2 separate regions of the Rattus norvegicus genome follow, and region 1 is linked to region 2. Evidence: chromatin contacts called from public Hi-C data. All regions are on one chromosome and are shown on one strand. Each heading gives the region's core, a stretch centred on a gene start, on an enhancer-like site or on the middle of the called end of the contact. The rest is flanking DNA. Distances are from core to core; before and after follow the strand shown.

The links. Hi-C and Micro-C count contacts between places; a contact is called where the count stands out from the background.
Region 1: a Hi-C map of kidney shows a contact between it and region 2, with 6 times the contacts expected there. The contact joins two enhancer-like sites. A contact is called at or near these places in 6 of 12 Hi-C or Micro-C datasets (frontal cortex, kidney, liver and 2 more).

Annotation. Positions count from the first base shown.
Region 1 is chr2:236,347,794-236,354,798 of GRCr8, reverse strand. No RefSeq gene overlaps it. Among named protein-coding and RNA genes, the nearest start is that of Selenof, 49 kb to the right of the region's middle. Within about 2 kb of position 3,853, at least 14 of the 93 cell types and tissues checked have an H3K27ac peak or open chromatin away from gene starts, as enhancers often do.
Region 2 is chr2:236,264,016-236,270,841 of GRCr8, reverse strand. The region is part of intron 1 of Hs2st1 (heparan sulfate 2-O-sulfotransferase 1); the gene reads left to right. Among named protein-coding and RNA genes, the nearest start is that of Hs2st1, 35 kb to the left of the region's middle. Within about 2 kb of position 1,436, at least 54 of the 93 cell types and tissues checked have an H3K27ac peak or open chromatin away from gene starts, as enhancers often do.

The sequences.
Region 1 (7,005 bases), core at 2,604-5,103, 82 kb before region 2:
CCATCCACCCACCCACCTATCCATCCACCCATCCACTCACCCACCCATCCGTCTATCCATCCATCCATCCATCCATCCATCCATCCATCCATCCACCCACCTATCCACCCATCCACGCATCCGTCCATCCATCTGTCCACCCATCCATCCATCCACCCACCCACCCACCTATCCATCCACCCAGCCACCCATCCACTCACCCACCCATCCGTCTATCCATCCATCCATCCATCCATCCATCCACCCATCCACCCACCCACCCACCCATCCACCCATCCGTCCATCCATCTGTCCACCCACCCATCCATCCACCCATCCATCCACCCACCCATCCACCCATCCACTCACCCACCCATCCGTCTATCCATCTACCCAACCATCCATCCATCCATCCATCCATCCATCCATCCATCCATCCATCCATCCATTCTTTTTGGTTGTTGACACAAGGTCTTATTATAGAGCTAAGATCAGTTCTCAAATTCCTGATCTTTTTGCTGCAATCTTCCAAGCTCTGGAATTACAAGAGAGCACCACTGTAGTGGGCTTTTGGTGAAGAGGTTTTTGGTTTTTTTTTTTTTTTTTGTTCTCTTTTGTTTTTAAAAAGCTCGTAGTCAATTCTCCAGGCGGTGATGATGTTTCTCTTCTCTGGCGAGTACCCTGACAGTAAGATTTTAGAAGATCCATGGGTGCTTCTGATGTGACCCTGGATGAGAACAGGGGATAGTGGGCTCTGAATGCATAGAGAGTAGGGATAATGAACTCTGGCTTCACACAGAGGGTAGGGTGGTGGGCTCTGGCTGCACAGAGGGTGGGGTGGTGGGCTCTGGCTGCACAGAGGGGTCACGAGGGCTCCTTTGAATGGGCCATCTGACCACCTAAACTTGAATCTTAATCTTTGGTGGTGATATTTTCATTAAAATGGTTCTAGATTATTCCAAGGGGTTGGAAAGTCTGGCTGCAGATGGATGGATAAAACAGAGGAGGTCAGTTCACTGCCTTATCTAGGAGTCAGAAATAGCTCTTTTGAGATTTCACACCTCTTTCCCTACCCGGGTCTACAGGGATAACCCTGGCTGAAGCTGGAGGTCTGTGGTTAGGAAGGTTGGGCCCTGTAGCAATCACCCTGGGCCTCTTCGCAGGGTCTAGTGAGGAGCAGAGAGGCTTTGGCCACTTCTGCTTATGAAGTTTTGACCAGCCAGGTACCTGTACTCCAGTAGGCAGAACAAAAAGTGTCACCTTGACTCTTGCTTCCAACCACTGTGACCCTGTAGACATGAGGGAGGGGAAAGGCTGGGTTCTGTGCTTGAAGCCCTTTGTGCTGAGCAAAGGCTTTCATCCTGGCAGCTGCACTTCCGAGCAAGCGAGCGAGCGCTCTATCACTTCCTAATGGATGTGCTGAAAGGGTCCAGCTGTTCCTTCCCTCCCATCAGGCCCTGAAAAGCATGCCTTTCGAGCGAGGAAAGCACACATGCATTAGGACTTGATGTTAGGAGGAGGCTGGGGCGGGTAGACTAGGGTTGATGTTTGCTGCTGGCAATTGGGGCCAAATAATTATACCTATTAGAAAGAAAATGTTAGCACAGGAGTGATGAGGAGGGCCTGGAAGCAGGCTGCCAGATCCAGCACCAGTTCTTTCTCATCGTGAAGTCCTTCGTCTTCCTGCCTGTGTGACAGCCAGAGTCTGAGTGTTTGTTCCCCAGAGGCTGACACTGAAATCTCATCCACAGCATGGAGGCACCAAGAGGTGGGCCAGATGGCCCAGTGGTTAGGAGCTCTTTGCAGGGGACCCTGGTTTGGTTCTGCGTACCCCTGTGGTGGCTCACAACCACCTGTAACCCAGTTCCAGGGGATCCTATGCCCTTTTCTGGCTTCCAAGAGTTCCTGTAAGCATGTGGTATTAATGCATATACTCAGGCACACATACACATAAAATAATAAAAAAAAATAAAGATCTTTGCTCTCATGAAGTGAGTCAGTACCTTTATAAGGAAACTGGAAGGGCATGCTTGCCTGACCCTTCCGTTTTATGAAGAGACACCTAGAACGTGCGGTCTACAGAGCAGAGAACCAACATCAGACATAGAATCTGTTGGAGCACAGATCTTACTTTCCAGTCTCTAAATTATAAAATAAACAAACTCCCCAGCACACACACACAGCTATCAATGATAAATAAACGCTGGGCTGGGGCAATAGCTCATTGGTGAGGATTTCAGTTCAGCTCTGAGAACCTATGTAAGCCAGGCTCTGCATGCCTGCTGCTCTGGTTGGGAAGACAGGAAGTGCAACAGCCATCCCATTAGATCCTGGAGCTACAACCCACCATGAATGAGTAAGGGAGACATAGTCATGGCTTTCTCAAAGTGTATACTTCTGTGGAGAACACAGAATAATCTGTGACAATAGTGGTTAAGAATGAACATCTTTTTCTAGTCTCAAAATACAGTATTATTTTCCTTCTCTCCCTTTTACTCCCTCTCCTAACTTTCTGAAAACAGCATCAGGTGAGGCCAAGCAGAAGAGTCAGTGGTCCAGCAGGGCCATGAGCTATGGAAGACTAACATCCTAGTTAACTTTACCTGTCAGCTTTAACTAGTTGACTTGGACATACCCTAGAGCCAGCTGAGAAGGGACTCACACCTGAGACCCTGGAGAATCACTTGGATTGGACTGGCCCGTGGGCTTGTCTGTAGGGCACTATCTTAACTGTTAATTGATGTTGCAGAACCCACTGTTTGAGACATCATTCTCCTGGCAGGTACCGTATTATAAAAAGCAAGCTGATGGGGCCAGGAAATGGGTCAGTAGTCAGGAAGAACACTGGCTGTTCTTCCAGATGACCCAGGGTTCAATTCCCAGCACCCACATGGTGGCTCACAACCACCTGTAGTTCCAGTTCCAGGGGATTGACAACCTCTTCTGACCTCCTAGTATGCCAGGCAGACAAGTGTCATTCAAAGACATCCACACAGACGAGGATACTAAAAGTGACCCAAAGTCATACCATAGGAAACACAGTGTGGGTCCCCGGAGTCAGTGCTGTGAAATGACCCATGTCTGTTACATTTTTGCCAGTTATGCACACACTGGCTAGACAGCATCAGACAGACTCAGGCCGAAGGCATTCTATAACACTGGCTGGAACTGCTTACAATGCTAACATCTATCCTTAAGTGGAATAGAAGCAGAAGTCAGGAATGTTCCAAATGAGGAAGACATTGAGATGCATGAGAAGCAGGAAAATGTGTGACCCTGGTTTGGATCCTCTGATTACAAAAAGCTGCTGACTCCACTGGAAAATCTTCAGTGGGCTTGGCTGGAAGAAGAATGTAGGGGAATTCTTTGTGACTATTCTTATAACTTTTCCATAGGAAACTATTTGCGAAAAAGAAAATTAATTAGTACGATTGTTGTGGTGATACAGCTTATGGGAGCTGCTGGTGTGACCGAAAGAATGGCAGGGTGCTGGTGGATGAGAGATGGGTTGGGGATGAGAAGCAGGGGGCTCCGGGCAAGGAAGCGCGTTTGTCAGATGGGAGAAGGATTCATGGTTTGCATTTCCCTCATTTGGGCTGTGAGTCGATTCTTTCCAGCCACGTCTGTCTGAGAACCTTACCTTGAAATCTTCTGTTGGTCTGCCTGCTGGCACTGTCTACCAGAGGCCCAGGAAGGTGCCTGGAAGCTGGAAGGAGGCTCATTTGGGAGACATCACCGTGGTGACCGTCTTAACATCATACGGCCAGCAGATGGCAGCAGGCAATTCTGGGAAAGAAGGACCTACTGGAGCGGGGAGGGAGGTCTGGCGAGGCCAGAGCCTGGCTGGCTCCCACTGTTGGCTCTCTGTGAATTGCAGGCTCCTGCCAGGCAACAGAGCCTCCTGCAGCCCAACCTTGCTCTCTGGAAATAATGGGGAAAAGAGAAGGAGGGCTGAGAGAAAAGTCTTCATTGTGTTTTTGAAGAAAGCTGCTTTTATTTCTCCCAATAATGCAGGAGAGAAAAGGAGAGGCCATCACTTCGCAGAACTTGAATGAAATGCCTCAGAGTCCTGGAAGTTAATAGAAAGAGTTGGACTCACTGGCGAGAGGGTGGGACACATCCTCAGTACTTGTGACAAAGAAGAACACAGACTCGGTTCACGGTTCACTTGTAACGTGGAGGCAGGGGTTTGAGAATCAGACGAACCAACCTGTTCGTTTCAGGGTGTAGTTTAGTAGGCAATTGGACACTCACTAAGGGCCAGTGTCATTACACCTAGCACAAGCTGTGTTCTGCATGTTCTGTGCTGTGCAATCCCTTCCTGAGTTATGCACATGTATTTTACTATGTCACATTTAAAACGTCAGGCTTAGAAAAGTTGTCCTCAATACCAGTTTGTTAAGGTGTTTACTGTGTGCCAACTAGGGACACAGTGACCAGAGCAGGATTAAGGACAAATATGACCCCTCTCTTCCTGTAACTTACCATCTAGCTGTGACTCCTAGGGTTGAGAACAAATCCAGGACTTGATTCAGGTTGGTGGGATTCAAAGGACGTCTGCTGACATTAATAAGAACAATGACCACAATCAAGCCATACCGTTGCTTATGGTTTCATACCACGCTTCCTCAGAGCAGGCCTTTACCAAACCTCTCACTTGTCCTTACCGAATTTGTAAAGTAGAAGTTAAAAACGCCCAGTTCATAGTTGTCTGGAGAACAAACAAGACTGTATCTAATGAAGTGCTTACTGTAGTCTGCCATCAAAACTCATCAATAGCAGGTCATTGTCATTACTAGGACTGCCTTGGGGTCTGAGATCACACACACGAGTCTCATTAACCCACCCTGGGCACTGTCCAAGATTAGAATGCATCCAGCCTCGGGGTAGGGGAAGAGGTTTCATACTGGAGATAGTGGGTTTTGTTGGTGGTGGTGTTTTTGTTTTGTTTTGTTTTGCCTTTGGGAGGGACACTCCATCATTCTCTGTCCATTTGTCCTGGAAGTGGCTGGCCCTACCCCACCAGAGCTGGAAGGGTAACTCAGACCAAGCCACGTGCGGCAATTCTTCCTGTCGGTCATCAATTGAGGGATGAATACCTCATCCAAGTTGCCAGTTGAAAGCAACTTCAAGGGCTTTTCAAAGAGTTACCAGAAGAGAAATGATCTTTCAGCCGAGGCTTATTTGCAGGAAGGAATATCAGAACAGAAAGAAGCTGAGAGCAAGGTCATCCGGGAGAAAGACTGTAGTCAATGGATGGCTTGAGAATCCTGATGATGTCACCCAAGCCCTGGAGTCAGGGACTGGTAAGCTCTTACTGGAAAAGGCCAGATCATAAATAGATCAGATCATTCCTGCAAGGATCCAATGCATTATGGCTCGAGAGCCGCCCTAGACATTACATTATGTAAAAGAAGATATGTGGCTTTGTGCCACTAAAACTATTTACAGGAGCACGTGATGGGGCCCAGAGAGACGACTCAGGGCTGAAGTTCAGTTCCCAGAACCCACATCAGGAAGTTAATAGCCCCATGTCTAAGGGATATTGCACCCCCTTCTGGCCTCTGCGGGTACCTGCATACATGTGGGAGACAACACATATTCAAAAATAAAAATTAATCTTAAAAAGAATATCAGGCAATGGGCTAATGTTCTCTCTTTTCTGAGGCTGTATGTAAAGCCAGACAGCACTGGGCTCTTCCATTAGGGCTACCACTGACTTCCTGTCTGGATGAAGCCAGTTTGAGATTTGTATTATAACATTGGAAAGGGCTCTGATGCACGCTTCAATTTGATAAAATATGACCTTAATTCATCTGGCAGGTCACAGACTACCTAATGGTAAAGAAACTCATTTATTATTCCTCTCACCTAGTGGAAACTTCCAGGGCAGCCATTCTTGTTCTAAGTCCGTTCTGCAGTTGCTCTGGTTGGAGGCCACGGGCTGCTGCCAAGAAAGTTGAAATGTAACTGCCACTAAATCTCCCCAGAGGAGCGAGGTGGGGGTGGGGGTGCATCTGCAAAGTCTTGGGTTTTGAGCAGGCAGCCCAACAAGGGGCGACAGTAAATCACTGCACACAAAAAGGGTCCCAGAAGCATCACTGGAGAGGTTCTTCAGTGATCGGAAAAGGGAACTGGGGGGTGGAGGTGTTCTGACAGGGGAAGGATGGGATCTGTGGAAGAGACAGAGCCCCGATGTTCCCGTCAGTGGGATTTATCACCCTTCTTAAGAAATGACGTTGCTGTATGGAAGATTTCGTGTTCTTTGGATCAAGGCAGCGTGTTCTAGCTCTCTAATTTCCTGCAGCTACTCAGACTTTCCTGGAATTAAGCTGATTTATTTGAAAGCTGAACACCGCAGCCCTCATCTTCAGAGCTCAGTAGAGCTCTTGATGGCAAGTTGCAGATGTTAGATTTAAGTACCTGCTTCTAAGGAGTGAGCTCCATGTTTACAGAGCAAGCAGATGCCCTAGGAGGGGCAGAGGACAGCCACCAGCGTCGTTACCTGAAGACGGAAAGAACGCCAACAATGTGGGATGTAGCCGGGTGCTAAGTTACGAGTGCTGATGCGGGCGAGAGACATCAAGCAGGGCCCTGAAGGGGGCAGAGTAGGGAAACTTCAAGTGGGAAGGATCACTGGATCAATGATCCATCGGGTCCTGGGGATGAGCAGCTCACTGCGTTAGAAGTGTTTATAAAGCCCCTTTGTGCTAGACACCGTACTGAGCCCCAGACACACAGCAGGAGCGAGAACAGAGTTCAGCCCTTGACACCTGCGCTCTCACAGGCAGCACCAAATAAGGAGGAAGACTGCGTTGGCGTCCATTGAGAGAAGTTAGTTGGATGGAGGGGCTGGGGGTGAGCTGGAGGAAGATGGTGTAGCTTCCTATGGCACGACTTGATGTGGGATGCACAGCACACTCATTTGTGGTCCGTGGGATGGAAATGGAGGAGAAGTGGAGGCCGGAGAGCATGGCAGTGTGTCAGGAAAGGGTGAACACGGGCTTTGGTTTTCAGCCCTTTTGC
Region 2 (6,826 bases), core at 187-2,686:
ACATAGGCTGGCCTGACTACCCAGTTCTCCCAGAATCTAGACTGAACAAGGAGTGTATCTGGAGGGATCCACGGCTCCAGGTTCATCGTAGCAGAGGATGGCCTTGCCTGACAGCAATGGGAAGGGAGGCCCTTGGTCCCTGGGCGAGGTTTGATGCTCCAGGGCAGAGGGATGCTGGAGTGCTAGGGCAGGAGGGTGTGGTGGGTGCGGGAACACTCTCATACGGGCAAAGGGGATGGGGGATGGGGGAATAGTGGACACGGTAACTGAGAAATGGAATATCATTTGAGATGTCAACGAATGGAATGATTAATAAAAGAAAGAAAATGGCCCACAGAATCAACTAACCAGGGATCATGGGGGATCACAGAAACTGAACTATCAGGGAGCCTGTATGGGTCTGACTTATGTCCTCTGTGTATGTGTTATGGTTGTGCTGTGAGACACCTAAGTGGCAGCGAGGGCGTCTCTGACTCTTTTGCCTGCTGTGGGGACCCTTTCTCTCCTCCTGGGTTGCCTCGTCAGTCTCAATATGAAGGCATGTTCCTAACTCTTACATACCGTGTTTGGTTGTCATCTCTGGGAGGCCTGTCCTTTTCTGAGGGGAAGGGAAGGAGGAGTGGATCTGGGGGACAGAGGAGGTGGCAGGGGAGAGAGGAACTGCAGTAGGGATATAATGTATGAGAAAAAACCCTAAGAGGAATTTTTTAAAAAAGGAAGAAAGAAGAGAAAAAGAAAAGCCAGCCAGCCAGCCAGACAGAAAGAAGGAAAGCAAGCAAGCCTGGCTTGAACAGTGGGAACCCACACAGAAAAAAGCTGAAAGAGGCACATATTCCCTCACATTATCCTCTGCTGCTTGCTGCTTTGATCTGGTTCTCCATAGAGAAAGCTGTGACTGCTGCTTGTCTTTTGATGCAGCCCTACCCTGGAAAACCCATCTGTAAGGAGAAGCCCTTCCCAGTACCAGCCCGCTCAGCTCCCTGAGCGCAAGCCCTAGTGTCAGTTGTTTGCCCCGTGAGTCAGCCTGTAGGAATTGTGAGTCATCTGCAGCATGTAGTACAGATCTTGAAGTGTGCTTTTTACTGGATGCAGCATTGTGACATTTAGAACAGTAAGTCAGTGGTTGGAGAGCAACCACATTTGGTGAGAAAGAATTATTGTTTGTTTGTTTTGTATTAAATCATAATCATTATACTCTGGCATTTTATCATAAAATAGTTTGTTTTTGGAGAGGATTTTTCTCACTTGAGACTTTAGGTAACTTTTTTTTCCTAGTTACCTACAGAAATCCTTGTAATTAAGGAATATGGCAGTGTATTGGGGTTCTATCCAGTTCTATCCCTTTTGTCCTGGAATGTCTAGAATGTAAGATCAGACACTGAAATCATTTGAGATTCCCACGGGGATGCTGTAGAGCGGTGGTGCACTGGAGTCACAGTGAGTGCAGGATCATGCTCGCCCAGGGTCAGTACCCAGCAGAGCACACAGGCAGCAGTGGCAGTGTACTCAGTCTGTCAGTGATATGGATGATTGGTTAGCAGTTGGGCTGACAAGGGTGTGGTGGGCAGCTAGATATCCGAGATCTTAGATGACTGCTGACTGACACTGACTTCTGACGCTGTGTCTCTTCTAGTGCTCAGCTCTGGAAAGCGTGGTGCAGTGGAAAATGGTTTCCTCCTCCTCCACTTCCTCCTCCTCTTCTTCCTCCTCCTCCCCCTTTTCTCTTTCCTCCTTTTTTTTTTAAGCTTCTTTTCATCCCACCCTCTTTCTTTCTTTTTACCAAAAAGCCTAGCCTGGTGTTATGGCACATGGTTGTTATCGAGCTCCGGGAAGACTGAGATGCAAGGACGGAAACTATGAGGCCAACTTGTAAAAGCCTGTCTCCCAAAGTTTGAGAGGAAGGAGTAGAAAAATATGTGCTCGACAGACTTTCAGGCTATAAATGTGTTTTAGAATATCTTCTTAAGTGTTCTACACACGTACACACACACACACGCATGCACACACGCACACACACACACACACACACACTTAAAATGAACGAGTGTAAGCGGATGCACAAGTCTATAGCTAGGAGGATGCACAGCTCCACTGCACAGTGCAGTTTGGTTTTGTTGGACGTGAGGAGCGGTAACAGTGGAGGATGTGGAAATGCCGTCTGAATTATACACCGGATGACAGTGCTTTGTGTGCATCAGCTGTGATAGCTGTGGGCGGAAGTCAGGATGGATTTGCACAGCTATTCTTGTGCTGATTGACTCTTCATCACTGCATCTTTGTAGGGAAATGTCTCGCACTTGCAAAGTTCTAAATGCTCTAATAGCAAAGATTAGAAAACTCTGCGTCATGTTTTAAAGATGTATTTTTTCATTTTTAATTAGTGTATGTATATGTATGTATGTACGTACGTATGTATGTATGTATGTATGTATGTATGTATGTATGTATGTAGCTATGTGCACATGAGTGCAGACACCCTTGGAGATTGGTGGTTGGATCTCATGGAGCTGGAGTTACAGACAGTTGACATTTGTAAGGTGACATTTGTAAGGTGCCTGATGAGGGATTCTGGGAACCTGTCTTGGATCTGTAAAAGCAGCAAATTCTCTTAACCCCTGCACCATCTCTTCAGCCCATATGTTAATTGATCTCTTAATCTCAGCCTCATTTCAATGCAATAAGGTGAATGACTAAGGAAGTCAGGAAGAATAGAAGAGTAGTAAACAGATTTACAAGTAGGAGTAACACTCACAGTGTGGGAACAGACACTAGATTTCTAATGGTCCGAGCAGGGAGAGGAGCTTTTGTTCCCTCTCCCCGTTCCCATGCTGTGGTGCAGATCACTATAGGTAAGTAAGTGCCTGTATTATGGCAGTCGCTCCCACACAGCCCAGCATCCTCTAGAACATTGAGGTTTGTTTCCATTACGGTGTATCACTTGACATCAAACATTGCTTCTTTATGTTGTTTTGGTGTGAAGCCATCTACCTTCCCCAGCATTATTTCACTTTGAGATTTCAAACTGCAGACCCTCAGCTCTCCTGCTGCAGCTGGGCTTGCCAGTGAGGGTTGAGCTTCAGCTTGTTCCAGCTTTTGTCGTTTTGCGTAGTCACCTCCTGACAGATAGTAGCTCTGATTGTGGCCTCTCATCCACTGAGCAGGCCTGGTGCCAGACACTTCCTGACATTTCCCGGCTGAGTCGCTTGCTGCCCAGCCCTGCTTGGTTCATTACTTCTCACCGGAGGCAGGGGCTTCTCTGAGAATATCTAAGCCTCCGTGGGCCTTTCCTGGAGAAGACTGTCTACTTAGTACCTTATAGTTATTTATATATTTGCATATTTAGCTTTTCAGAAAAGCTACCTGCTGCCCTCTTCTGGCTTCATATTAGGTTGACCTTAAGTAAATTTTAATTTTTAATCTTTAGAATTCCATCAGCATCTTGGAGAGACCAGTGGTTTCCCAAGCTTGACTTGCTTGTGAAAATCATTTAGGTGAATTTTTCTTTTAAATGTGCAGTACATGCTTTTCCCCTTTTAGAGATTCTAGTTTAAGTATGGGGGAAGGAGGGTGGTTATTGGTATATTAACAGAAACAACACTTGGGTGTTGAGTCTCTAGCCAGTTATTAGAATCTAACTGGAAGATAGTTAGGTAAACTGGAGCTCGCCGGGAGGACTCGTGCTGCTTAGCTCTAGGGCTCACACTCTAGAGTGTCATGGATAGAGAAGTCAGACGAGGAATATAGGGCTTTACCTTCTTCAGAGAGAGAAAAGGGCCTGCGTGGAGTCTGCTAACCTGAGCCATGGCATTTGCGCCAGCCTGTGCCGGTTTGGTGGCTACTCTAGGGACACTGTCCAGAATCTTCAGCAGTAGTCACAGCAGCCAGGACTGAGGGGAGTTGACACTCATTTTATGGCATCTTAACCCTTTATGTTTTGTTTTTCGAAATGCAACAAACAAACAACAGCAACCCAGAGATGCTGACAGTTTCTGGAGCCGCTCTCCAGCAACTGGAGTTTCAGAGAAAAGGCCCAGCTCCCTCAGTTCTGCCACCCTCCTCATACACTGCTGAAGGGGTGCACAGTGCTGAAGGGGAGGATGGAGAGTTAGCGTGTTAGGAAGGACAGAGGAAGGGTCTGGTGCCCTAGTCCAGTCTTTGAGTACCAACATGAGCTTTACAAAAGGAGTTTGGGGCACACTTGCATAATCAAGCAGTTGTGGCTGGCTGATTATTAGTTCTGACTCTGCGAGATGGCCCAAAGGATTCCTTACAACTGTCTATCATCGTGTGGAGGTCGGTCTGCTTCTTACAAGGTGCTTGCTTCCCTTCCCTCGTCCTTACAGGCATTTGCCTCCATGTTGGATGTCTGTCCTGTGAGGATATGGTATTCTTGGAATCCAGGTCTGATGGTTTATATATGCTTAGCCAGGGAGTGGTACTATTAAGAGGTATGGCCTTGTTGGAGTAGGTGTGTTGCTGTGGGGATTAAATATCCTCACCCTACCTAGCTGCCTGGAAGCAAGTCTTCCACTAGCAGCCTTCAGATGAAGATGTAGAACTCTCAGCTCCTGCACCATGCCTGCCCGGATGCTGCCATGTTCCCACCTCGATACTGAACTGAACCTCTGAACCTGTAAGCCAGCCTCAGTTAAATGTTGTCCTTATAAGAGTTGTCTTGGTCATGGTGACTGTTTACAGCAGTAAAACCCTAAGACACCAGGTCTTGTGTCTGTCCCTTCAGCCTTGAGAGGCTGAGACAGGTTGGTGGCACTCCTGTGCAGAGTGAGGCAGGAGTGTGATCCAAGTTAAGGAGACACACAGACAAGACGGAGATGCCAGGCTTCATTGCCTTTTTAAAGCCCTCTTGGGGCCCAAGTGAGAAGTCGGCGTTTTTTTCAAAAGAAACCCTAAAGAAAAATACACAAACTAACAGACAAAACAAAACAAAACAAAACAAAACTACTAAACCAAAGTGTGTGCGCGTGTGTGTGCGTGTGTGCGTGTGCGTGTGCGTGTGTGTGTGTGTGTGTGTGTGTTGAAGTTCTGAGTAAGAGATAATGGTGTTTCTATGGCTTGGGATTATTTGTCTCTTTCTGCCTTTGGATTACCTATTTTAATTCTCTAATCTTTGAAGTATATGGTTCTTCTACTCTCGTCTGTAGACTGTTTAAATGCATTTGATCAGCTGTAAGCTTTAAAATAGATACATTTACACACTATGTATGAATGTAGAACTTGTGGTGTTGGCAGTCACATGGTCAGGGCTGACGAACCATCTTGATGTAGAAAGCTGCTGGACGTTTGGCAGCCTGGGTTCATCTCAGCACTACAAGCATCACGGGCCATGTATGTGGAAAATTAATTGCAACTCTGTTGAACTCATTTCATTCCCTTTTATTTGCATAAAGGATATGAAGCAATTATCCAGTTGAATAATTTATAAATAATGTTTTTAAACTGGAGGAATATAATGAAATTATTTCTTAGACTCTGTACTAATTACTTTAAGGTTGTTCCAAATATGTGATGTTTAGATATATGTGTGTAGGAACAACCCCGCTTCTCTCTTGTCTTAAGCCATCTTCTTCCTGCTAATTTTCTTCCTTAGGAGGTTATTTTCTTAATGTTGTTAATGCAGACCTCCCATCTCACCCCCATCTATTCTCTTTCAAGTGTTTCAGTCTTTAAAAACTTGTGTCCGTGGTGAGCATGGTTTGTGATGAGCAGCAGATGCGTTCAGTACCTGGAGCCCTGAAGGCCGCTCGCTTTCCTTTTTCCCACTTGAGGTTCTTTAGGGAGTTTGGCCTCTGACTACTTACCTGACAGTGTTGCCAGGCATTTTACAAACGTATTTGTAACTGGAATCACTGTGAGAGGTCTTTCTTGCCCTGTGCCCATCTGGCTGTCTTTGATCATGAGCCATTTCACCTGCATGTTTCTGGGCAGATTATATGGTTTGAGGCCGCTGGTTTTGGGGACCTGGAACTGGACTGCTGGGAATTGATTCTAATGCTTTGTCTTAATTCAGCTCCCAGCTGGCTGCAATTGGTAATGAAGAATTGCTGTACAGCCCATGACTGGGCAGGGAGATGGAGGCAGGACTTTTAGATTGTGTGGGCAAGGGACCAGAGAGAGGGGAAGAAGAGAATCACCATGTCTCAGAGGGTAAGGATCAGATTTAAGAGCTGCAGAAGAAAAACCATCCAACAATGGAGGTAGAAAGGGAAAGTGACCCTATTTGGTGGGAGAGGGGTGCCTAGAAGGTAACAGGGCAGCAAAGGTAAAACATAGATTTAGAAGGTGTCAAGCCAGGAATACCAGAGGGCTGTGTGTGCTCGATGCAGGGAGGTTTAGAAGTGCCCAGCCATTGAGCTACTCAAGGCATATTAAAATTAGCTGGTGTGTGTGTGTGTGTGTGTGTGTGTGTGTGTGTGTGTGTGTGTGTGTGTGCGCTTAGTAGTCAGTTCGGAGTTTTCTCATTCCCATGGGCTTAGGATAAGCTTCTTTATCACTTAATTTCTAAAATTAAGGACATTAAATGACTTTCCTTACAACTGGTAACTCAAACTTACCTTGCAGGAGTAGTGCTTGCAAGTTAGTTAGCATTCCGAAGTCCCTGATGGGACGCATGAAACGGTAGTGGTGGGGCGTCTGAGCGGGCACACATTGCATCTAGCCTCTCAGTGTGATAAAGGACACAGTGATCAAGACCTGCTTACATAAACGCTTGTGTCTCTTCCATCACTGGGCGTGGTATTAGTTATCAGATGTGTTTGAAAAGTTAGAGCTGGCATGAAGGACTTAGAGTTCTCTGCCTTTAGGTTGT